Linked DNA regions of Macaca mulatta: region 1 is linked to region 2. Evidence: chromatin contacts called from public Hi-C data. All regions are on one chromosome and are shown on one strand. Each heading gives the region's core, a stretch centred on a gene start, on an enhancer-like site or on the middle of the called end of the contact. The rest is flanking DNA. Distances are from core to core; before and after follow the strand shown. Region 1 holds the start of STK38 (serine/threonine kinase 38). Region 2 holds the start of SRSF3 (serine and arginine rich splicing factor 3).

The links. Hi-C and Micro-C count contacts between places; a contact is called where the count stands out from the background.
Region 1: a contact with region 2 is called in a Hi-C map of CD4 T cells, with 2.1 times the contacts expected there. The contact joins the promoter of STK38 here to the promoter of SRSF3 in region 2. A contact is called at or near these places in 3 of 14 Hi-C or Micro-C datasets (CD4 T cells, fetal cortex germinal zone and fibroblasts).

What each region holds. Positions count from the first base shown.
Region 1 is chr4:145,705,253-145,709,899 of T2T-MMU8v2.0, reverse strand. STK38 (serine/threonine kinase 38) reads right to left here and starts at 1,537. Exons shown (of 14, transcript NM_001260590.1): 1 at 1,275-1,537. LOC144340435 (a long non-coding RNA gene) reads left to right here. Exons shown (of 2, transcript XR_013416542.1): 2 at 1-1,563.
Region 2 is chr4:145,663,244-145,667,761 of T2T-MMU8v2.0, reverse strand. SRSF3 (serine and arginine rich splicing factor 3) reads left to right here and starts at 2,574. Exons shown (of 6, transcript XM_015136252.3): 1 at 2,574-2,691.

The DNA of each region.
Region 1 (4,647 bases), core at 288-2,787, 43 kb before region 2:
TGGCTAACTGATTGACTTTACAATGGTACTCTATGATCACTATAAATAACCCTCTCGCAACAATCTGGACTTCATTTCTTTGCGGCTGACAACCCATTATCTTTCATTTGGACGATTCAACATTGAAGCTAAGATTACTGCTTAAGCCGCACGTCTAATTTCTCCCACTGAACTGTAAATCCTACTGAACAGTAATCCCTACCTACACTAGAAAGCAAGCACCACGTCTTATGCTTGTTTTAATGTTCGTCCCCCATTTCATGCACAGTGCTATGCACTTAGCACCTTAAGAAAGATTAACTAGGAAAAATACCCATTTTTGATGGCCATTCCGAGCGTGAGGTGTTTATGTGTGATGTTTATGTGTGATGGGGGATAGGGCTGGGACATGAAATGGTTTGCTATAGCGTTCTCTCCTCTTACGAGGAAGCTAGTATCTAACGTTTAGGGTGGGGAGGAGAGTCTGTTATCGTAGTGGTGGTTGTTTTATGTTTAGGGAAACCAAATATACTGCCTGGCTAATTCAGAGGCAGGGTGAGTTGAAAGGGTGGAGACACTCAGGGTCTACTTCACTCCAACCCTCCTCGGTGCATTTCAAAAAGAACAAGTTTCTCTCCGTGTCTTTTAGTCGTTTCAGAGTGAACTGAGAGATCTGGTCTCTCTGCCGGCCGTGCTGCCCGCTTTCTGACACAGACTTTCCTCTCAGCCCTTATCGACTTTTTCCTTTCCTCTGGCTGTTGCTTTTCCACTCTCTTCTTAAGAAACTTCCCTGCCTTTCCTGTGATTTTAAGCTTATCTGAAGCCCAGTATCTTAAGACTAACGGAGAAAGGAGCCGACTCAAAGATACCACACCCCAAGGGGGCTTTCGACATCTCTGCCTCAGACTACAGTTCACAGACCCCAGAAGGAAAAGGAGATGAAAACTGGTGATGACCGAGATCCCTGAGGGACTGACTGGTGGCAGGGAGCAGACAAAGGTGGCAACATGGAAAGGAGAGCCTGGCTCCCGCTCCAACTGCAGAAGGAGAAAGAGAAAGGACGGGGTGGAGAGGCTGGGACTGGGAAAATGTGGAGGGCCAACAAGGGGCATCTGGAGACGGGGGAAGAAGAGGGCTGAGGACAGGGGAGGAGAGGGGACGAGAGGCTGAGAGGTTAGGGCTTGAAAGAGGGCGTCGGCGAGAAGGAGAAAGCCCGAGGAGTCGGCGGTTGGGGAAGGAGGAGATAAAGGAAGAACCCTGGGATGGAGTGAAGACGTCGGCAGCAAGCAACTCACCAGAGCCCCGGGAGAGGCAGGGCTGGGGGCGGCGGAGAGCCGCAGACGCCCCTTCTACCAGTAGTCTCGACGTGAAGGCTGGCGAAGCCCCGGCGGCGGCAGCCAACGAGCCAAAGACGGGAGGGGACGCGTGAGGGTCTCTGAGACAGGGGGCGACGGGCTGTTGCGGGTGAGGACAACAGGAAGCGTTCCAACTGCCGGAAAAGACGGGAGCGCTAAGGGGCCAAGGCAGCCTGGTCCCCCGCCGCGGAGACGGGCTGGAGCGGCAACCCGGGGCCGAGACTACGCATGCGCGACTTCCCGGTGAGGCCGGGATTGAGGGACTGCGCGTGCGTGGCCCCGCCTTGCCCCTCCCTTCACCCCCAGTCTGGAGCTGGCGGGACCTGGGTGAGGCCAGATGTGTGAGTGTGGGGCGGTGGCGAAGTAGGCTGGGCTGAGGGGGAAGTTCCCTTGTTTTCTTTTATTTTACTTTTTACTTCGAAATAATTATGGACTCACAAGAAGTTGCAAAATTAATATATACAGGTTCCGTATACCGTCACCCACTCAGCTTACCTCAACATTTTTCATAAGATACAACATTCTCAAAGCCAGGAAATTGACATTGTCACAATACAGTTAACTAAACCAATACAATTAACTTCATTACAGACCATACTCGGATTTAACCTGTTTGGCATGCAGTCATGTGCGTGTGTATGTGTGTGTAGTTATATGAAATGTTATCACCTGTATAGTTGCCACCTACTCCCCTACCCCGTGTAGAGCAGGTCTGCTGGAGCCTTTGGCCCCCCTCCTCTTCCTCAAAGTAAGGACCTTACCTGGGATAAGGTGAGCTCTCATAGGTTTGGGAGGTTGCCCAGAGGGCGACCCAGTGTGGACAGAAGAACGTGCTTTTCAAGGCCACCCAACTCTTATTCTGTACTACTTTAGGGGGTAAAGAGGTCCCAAGTTTCATGGCCTTTGGGCACTCCTCGTTTCTTGAGAATGGAGCACAATGCCCTCAACTACAAAGTGTCAGGCTCCTGGAAACTAAGATGAATGAGACATGGTCCCTGACTGCCTGCAAAGGGGTCATCTAGGGAGAGAAGGAAGCATGTGCTGCGAGTCATTAATTCATTTCATCTTCAAAGCCCAGTTTCCTTTTGTCTAGCCTCTTACAAAAATCACTTCTGGCCAGGCACCGTGGTTCGTGCCTGTAATTCCAGCACTTTGGGAGGTCCAGGTGGGAGGATCGCTTCTTGAGCCCAGGAGTTTGAGACCAATCTGGGCAACATAGGAGACTCCACCTCTTAAAAAATGTTTTTAGTTGGCCAGCATGGTGGCACGTGCCTGTGGTCCCACCTACTGGGGAGGATGAAGCAGGAGGACTGATTGAGCCCAGGAGTTCAGGGCTGCTATGAGCCATGATCATGACACTGCACCCCGGCCTGGGCAACAGAGGGAGATCCTGTCTCAGTCAATCACTACATACATATCAATCAATCACTTCGCCTTTCATTCTCTCTGCCCAGAGGCCCTTCTCCCCAAATGCCTGTTGTCAAAGTCCTACCCATCCTTAAGCTTTTAATAATAGTCCAAGATGTTTGCATAATGCTTTACAGTTTACAAACAACTTTCACTTATTTCATCTCACTAGGTCCTCACTTTGGCAGTGACACAGGAGGTTTTGCAGATAAAGTAATTGACACTCAGAGAAGCTAAGTGACTTGCCTGAATTCCCACGGCTAGTAAGCCAAGTAACCAAGAGGGGAACCCCATTTCCTGTCTGCAAATCCAATGTTCTTTCTCCTTTTCCCTTTCCTTCCTCCAAAGCCCAGCTCAAACCTTATCTTCCTCCTGGAGCTTTCCCAGTTTCAGAAGAGGAATTTCACTTTCTCTTCTCTCCTCCTATATATATGGGTTTTTGTTGTTGTTTGTTTTCTGACAGAGTCTTGCTCTGTCGCCAGGCTGGAGTGCAGTGGTGCGATCTCAGTTCACTGCAACCTCCACCTCCTGGGCTGGGCTCAAGCGATTCTCCTGCCTCAGCCTCCTGAGTAGCTGGGACTACAGGCACACACCACCATGCTCAACTAATTTTCTTTTCTTTTCTTTTCTTTTCTTTTTTTTTTGTATTTTTAGTAGAGATGGGGTTTCACCACGTTGCCCAGGATGCTCTCAATCTCTTGACCACGTCATCTGCCCGCCTCTGCCTCCCAAAGTGCTGGGATTACAGGTGTGAGCCACCATACCCGGCCTTCTCCTCCTATATTAATTTATCTGTACCACAACTCAAATAAGCACTAAAGTTTTCCTTAAAACAGCCCAGCCAAATTATGCTGCTCTTTCTGCAGGAACCCAAAAGGTGACATTTTACCAAGATTCCAATAACTATAATGGACATTTGTCATTCTTTTTGGCCACTCAAGCATCTGAATCCCTTTCCTGTCACCACCACCACAACTGAAATCACTTATACCCATCCCAGACTCTGAGTTAGAAATTAGAATGATCCGACCTGCATAATTCTGATGTTGTCACATCCCAGTATTTGTTTGTTTGTTTGTTTGTTTTTTGAGACAGGGTCTCACTCTGTCATCCAGACTGGAGAGCAGCAGCACAATCGTAGCTCACTGCAGCCTCGAACTCCTGGGCTCAAGCAATCCTCCCACCTCAACCTCGTGAGTAGCTGGGACCAAAGGTGCACATGACCTTGTTCGGCTAGTTTTTTAATTTTTTGTAGAGACAGATCTCACTATGTTGCCCAGTCTGGTCTCAAACTCCTGTTCTAAGGTGATCCTCCTACCTCGGCCTCCCAATGTGCTAGGATTACAGGCATGAACCACCTTACACAGTGAGTCGAGCTTTATTTTAAATTTTGATGTCTTGTTCATCATGGATTTTTTGCATTCATTTTGATTTTTGAAAAACATTGCATTAATATAGTCTTTATCTTGATTACTGAGTTTTTTGTGCCCAAGGTGGGTGTCTTGCTCACCTGCTCAACTCACCCGTTCTTTGTCCCAAGAATCACCTGCCTTTCCTTTATCAAGCTGACCTACGATTGCTTCACCAGCCAAAACTGAGCCGCTTGGAAAGAACCACAACTCTTTTTAAAAACAGGCATCTTACCCCCTAGCAGTGTGTGCCCCACCCATTGGGGCAGTGGCATCAATTGCCTCTGAATATTCCTTTCATAAGAGGACAGGAACTATGCTTGGGTGCTTGCTAGCCCAGTGCTTCTCAAACTGTAACATGCACATAAATCTCCTGGGATTTGGTTAAAGTGCAGATCTGGCTAAAGTCTGGAGCAGAGCTGAGATACTGCATTTCAAACAAGCCCCCAGGTGATGCTGTCACTGCTGGTCCATGTACCACACTTAGAGTAGCAAGG
Region 2 (4,518 bases), core at 1,325-3,824:
TGAAGGTTGCCGTGAGGCAAGAACGAACCACTGCACTCCAGCCTGGGTGACATAGCCAGACCCAAGAGTCTCAAAAATAAATAAATAAATAAAAATAAACAACTATGTATTGCTTGACTGCTGTGTCGTTTCCAAGCCCTGGGGATGCAGGTGTGACCACAATTGGCCAAAGTGACAAAACCTAACAGCTGTAACCCTGCAAGACTGGGGTTATTTTATACAGAGGAAATACAGAAGTTAAACATTCTTCTCAGGACGCTTCAGCTAGTAACTAGCAGTGGGGGCTGGGGCCAAATCCAGGACTGCCTGACTCCAGAGCCTTTGATTTGATAGAAGGAAAGAAAATGAAAAAGAGGAGAAAAGCTTACATAGAGGAGGGGAACAAATCAAGGCAAATATAAATGAGCCAGAAAAAAAAATCTAGATGAGAGAGAAATAAGAAAAGGTTTGCTAGGAACCCCTACCCCCCTTTTACAGGTGAGGAAACTAGGCTGAGATGTAATAAATCTGTATTTTTCCTTCGCTACAGATAAACCTTTAGAACCACAATAAGAGGTAAGGCTTCAAAAGAAAAATACCTGGGAAAGTTAAAACATAATAATTGGCTGGCCAGGTGTTGTGGCTGAGGCCTGTAATCCCAGCACTTTGGGAGGCCGAGGCGGGCAGATTGCTTGAGGTGGGGAGTTCGAGACCAGACTGACCAGCATGGTGAAACTCCGTCTCTACTAAAAATACAAAAATTAGCCGGGTGTGTTTACAGATGCCTGTAATCCCAGCTACTCAGGAAGCTGAGGCAGGAGAATTGCTTGAACCCGGGAAGCGGAGGTTGCAGTGAGCGGAAGTCACGCCATTGCACTCCAGCCTAGGCTACAGAGCAAGACTCTATCTCTAAAAAAACAAAAAACGGAAAAACGTAATAATTGGCATATCTTTCAGCTAAGAGGGAATAAATAAAAACACAGGTTCTTTCTCTCTCTTTTTTTTTTGAGACGGAGTCTCGCTCTGTCACCCAGGCTGGAGTGCAATGGAATGATCTCAACTCACTGCAACCTCTGCCTCTCGGGTTCAAACAATTCTCCTCTCTCAGCCTCCCGGGTAGCTGGGATTACAGGTGTGTGCCACCGCGCCGGACTAATTTTTGTGTTTTTAGTAGAGATGGGGTTTCACCATATTGGCCAGGCTGGTCTTGAACTCCTGACCTCAGGTGATGGGCCCGCCTTGGCCTCCCAAAGTGCTGGGATTACAGGCGTGAACCGTCACACCCAGCCTTTTTCTCATTTTTTTTTTTTTTTAGAGCAGATATAACAAGTAAATTTAGCAATACGTCAGACTAGACTGAAAGGGGTTTAGGGTGGGGGTATATTTGGGGGCAGGAGACTAGCTGAACTGTTCAGGAAATCTTGGTGATTTTTATTTTCTTCCTTTTTTTTGACACGAAGTCTCGCTCTGTGGCCCAGGCTGGAGTGCTGTGGGAGGATCTCAGCTCACAGCAACCTCCACCTCCTGGGTTCAAGTGATTCTTCTGCTCTCCTCCCAAGTAGCTGGGATTACAGGCGCCCGCCACCACGCCCGACCAATATTTGTATTTTTAGTAGAGACGGGATTTCACCATGTTGGCCAGGCTGGTTTTGAACTAATGACCATGTTGGCCAGGCTAGTTTTGAACTCTTGACCTCAAGTGATCCGCCTGCCTCGGCTTCCCAAAGTGCTGGGATTACAGGCGTGAGCCCGGCGCCCGGCCCTTGGTGATTTTTCTAAGCTTATCACAGTCTCTCTCCCCTTAGAGTTAATTATTCTTGTGGCTCTGTGTTCCTAAGGGAAGTGGTCCGGACAAAATACATGCCAGGCAGTGCAAGGGCTGCTAGGAGAAAGGCCCGAGATACCCCTCCCGGCATTCGCTTGGGGGCCCACAATTTACATTCAATCTTCTTCAGAAACTTCCTTTTCCCGGTGTTTGCTAAAGGTGATAGTTTCCAGGTCACCTGACCGGTCTCCTTTGCTGTCAGCGCCAAGTCCTGCAAGTTTGCGTGAGAGGCGAGAAACCAGCAAGAGTTGGGCAAACTTTTCAAACCAGGTTTTTCCTTCAGGGTGGAATCTAGGCGGCCACAGTCTGGTGCCAGCTGGGTCACAAACAGCTCCGTGACCTGTTTGTAAACGCGATGCTCTTAGGTCCAGCCTAACCGCTCACAAGGGTGAAGCACTTAATTAATTCATCTCTTAATCTTGTTAGGAGCCAACGGCTCCGATTAGTGTTTGGGCGTGACGGGGACGGTGCTGTTTATGAAGTCCCAGCCCATTTGGAGGTTAGGAAGAGGGGTCTGTGGGTAACTTGAAGGTCGACACACTAGGAAGAACGCTCGAGGGAGCGCCAGGCCTGTTACAACGAGCGCGCGCGCCGGCGCACTTCTCCACCCACCCGGCGCAACCGCCAGAGCGCGCTCCCAGCAACCGCGGCTCTCGCTGCGTTTGTAGCCACTACGTCACGGCCTCTTCTGCTTCTCATTGGGCGAGTCCGTCCAATCATGTGATTCCAGTATGGCGTATAAATAAAGGCGAGGAGAAAGCGGTGGTCCGCCATTTCGTGGACGCCGGGTGAGCGAGAGCATTGGTGGGTGTTGGGTCGGAGGAAAGCAGGAAGACCCATCGGAGCGTGTGGATTTGAGCCGCTGCATTTCTTAACCCTAGATCTCGGTAAGAGACCAGCGAAAGAGGGAGTGAGGTGGAAGTGGAATTTAACCGTACCAAGGAGGAGCCAGGCCCAATGGCGGCGCCAGATTGAGACAAAGAGGCGCCGCCGCCATTTTGTGACGTTCAGCACGGGGCGGTGGCGGGGGTTCCCGGCCCATCAGAGGGTTTCCTAGTCTTGGGGTGGAGGTGTTTATATTCCTCAGTGGGTGATGAGCCAGGATAGGGGGTTACCCGGGAGTTGGGAACCACAAAGGGGACCGATAGCCGAGTTGTATTCCAGGTCGCAGCCTTTTTATGTTTATGGCGCCTTTTTTTTGGGCCCATCATTTAATTGGGAAGCTCCTCGGAATGCTTTTGTAAAGTCACTAACCAAGACTGGACCTTCTAATTCATGTTAAATGGCCCCCGTAATCACTTTTACTTTAATGTAGTTTCAGTTTTTGCAGCCTGAATCTAATCACTTTTTTCTAAGACCGAACGATCTTCCTTGAACTTATTAAGATTCGTTCTTTCAGCCGCCTCCCATTAAAATGTAGGCTTAAGACAGATGCCAGCAGTGTTTTTAAAGATTTTCACCAGTGGTTTGATCTTAGAACTCCTGGGCACAGGGTGTGGTCACAGCAAGTAGGATGTGTCTGGACTGGATATTTTAATTAGACGAGCCCAGAGTAAGAACGTGGTGTTTATGGAAAGCACTTCAGCTAAATTATTGAGTATATGGTTTTTATGTAATTGAAACTGGTCTACAAGTTTATCAGATTCATCGCCGAAGTGACGACTAAGTAATAAAGCTTAATCAAATGTAAGTCCGCCAAGGAAAAACAAAAAAATAAGTCCCCAAAGTGCAGTGAATTTTTGAGTAGCAAATACCTCTTTGTAGCTTTTTATTAAAGTAAAATTATCCCAAAGTGGTATTTAGTATAATCAGTGTTGTGTAATCATCACTTACACGTAGTTCCAAAACATTTCCGTCACCCCCCACCGCCCCCAGGAGACTCCTACCCATTGAGCCCTTACTCCCAGTTTCCCTGTCCCACTTCCTCCAGTCACTAGCCACCACTAATCTCTCTCTCTGAACTTAGCTATTTTAGATATTTAGTATTTATGGAATCGTGTATTTTTATGTCTGGCTTCTTTAGCGTAATGTTTTCAAGATTTTCCAACGTTGGAGTATTTGTCAGTACATCATTCTGAACAATACTCATTTTATGTCTATACCACATTTTGCTTATCCGTTTCTGTTGATGGACATTTGGGTTAACACCTTTTGGCTACTGTGAATAAGTGCTGCTATGAGCTTACGTTTAAAAAAAAAACTGGAAAGTTGGTCTCGTTGCTTGAGAAATTCTTACTGCATAAGACTTTGGTCTATTTAATGACATGTGATAGCAGCCTTGTTCCTATGATTTCAAATGACCAAAATAGGCATGCATTTATTTATTTTTATTTTTTTGACGATGGAACCTCGCTCTGTCGCCCAGACTGGAGTACAGTGGCGCGATCTGGCTCACTGCCACCTCCGCTTCCCGGGTTCAAGCGATTGTTCTGCCTGAGCCTCCCGAGTAGCTGGGACTAAAGGTGTGCGCCACCATGCCCGGCTAATTTCTGTATTTTTAGTTGAGACGGAGTTTCACCATATTGGCTAGGCTGGTCTCGAACTCCTGACCTCGTGATCCGCCTGCCTCGGCTTCCCAAAAGTGCTGGGATTACAGGCGTGAGCCCGGTCCATGGGCTTTTTTTTTTTTAAATGAAAAGTTGGCTTTTTATTAAAGCTGATACGTTTTGGCTTATGTAGGCACTTTGAATCCCTTTTCTGGTAGTGTAACCTAA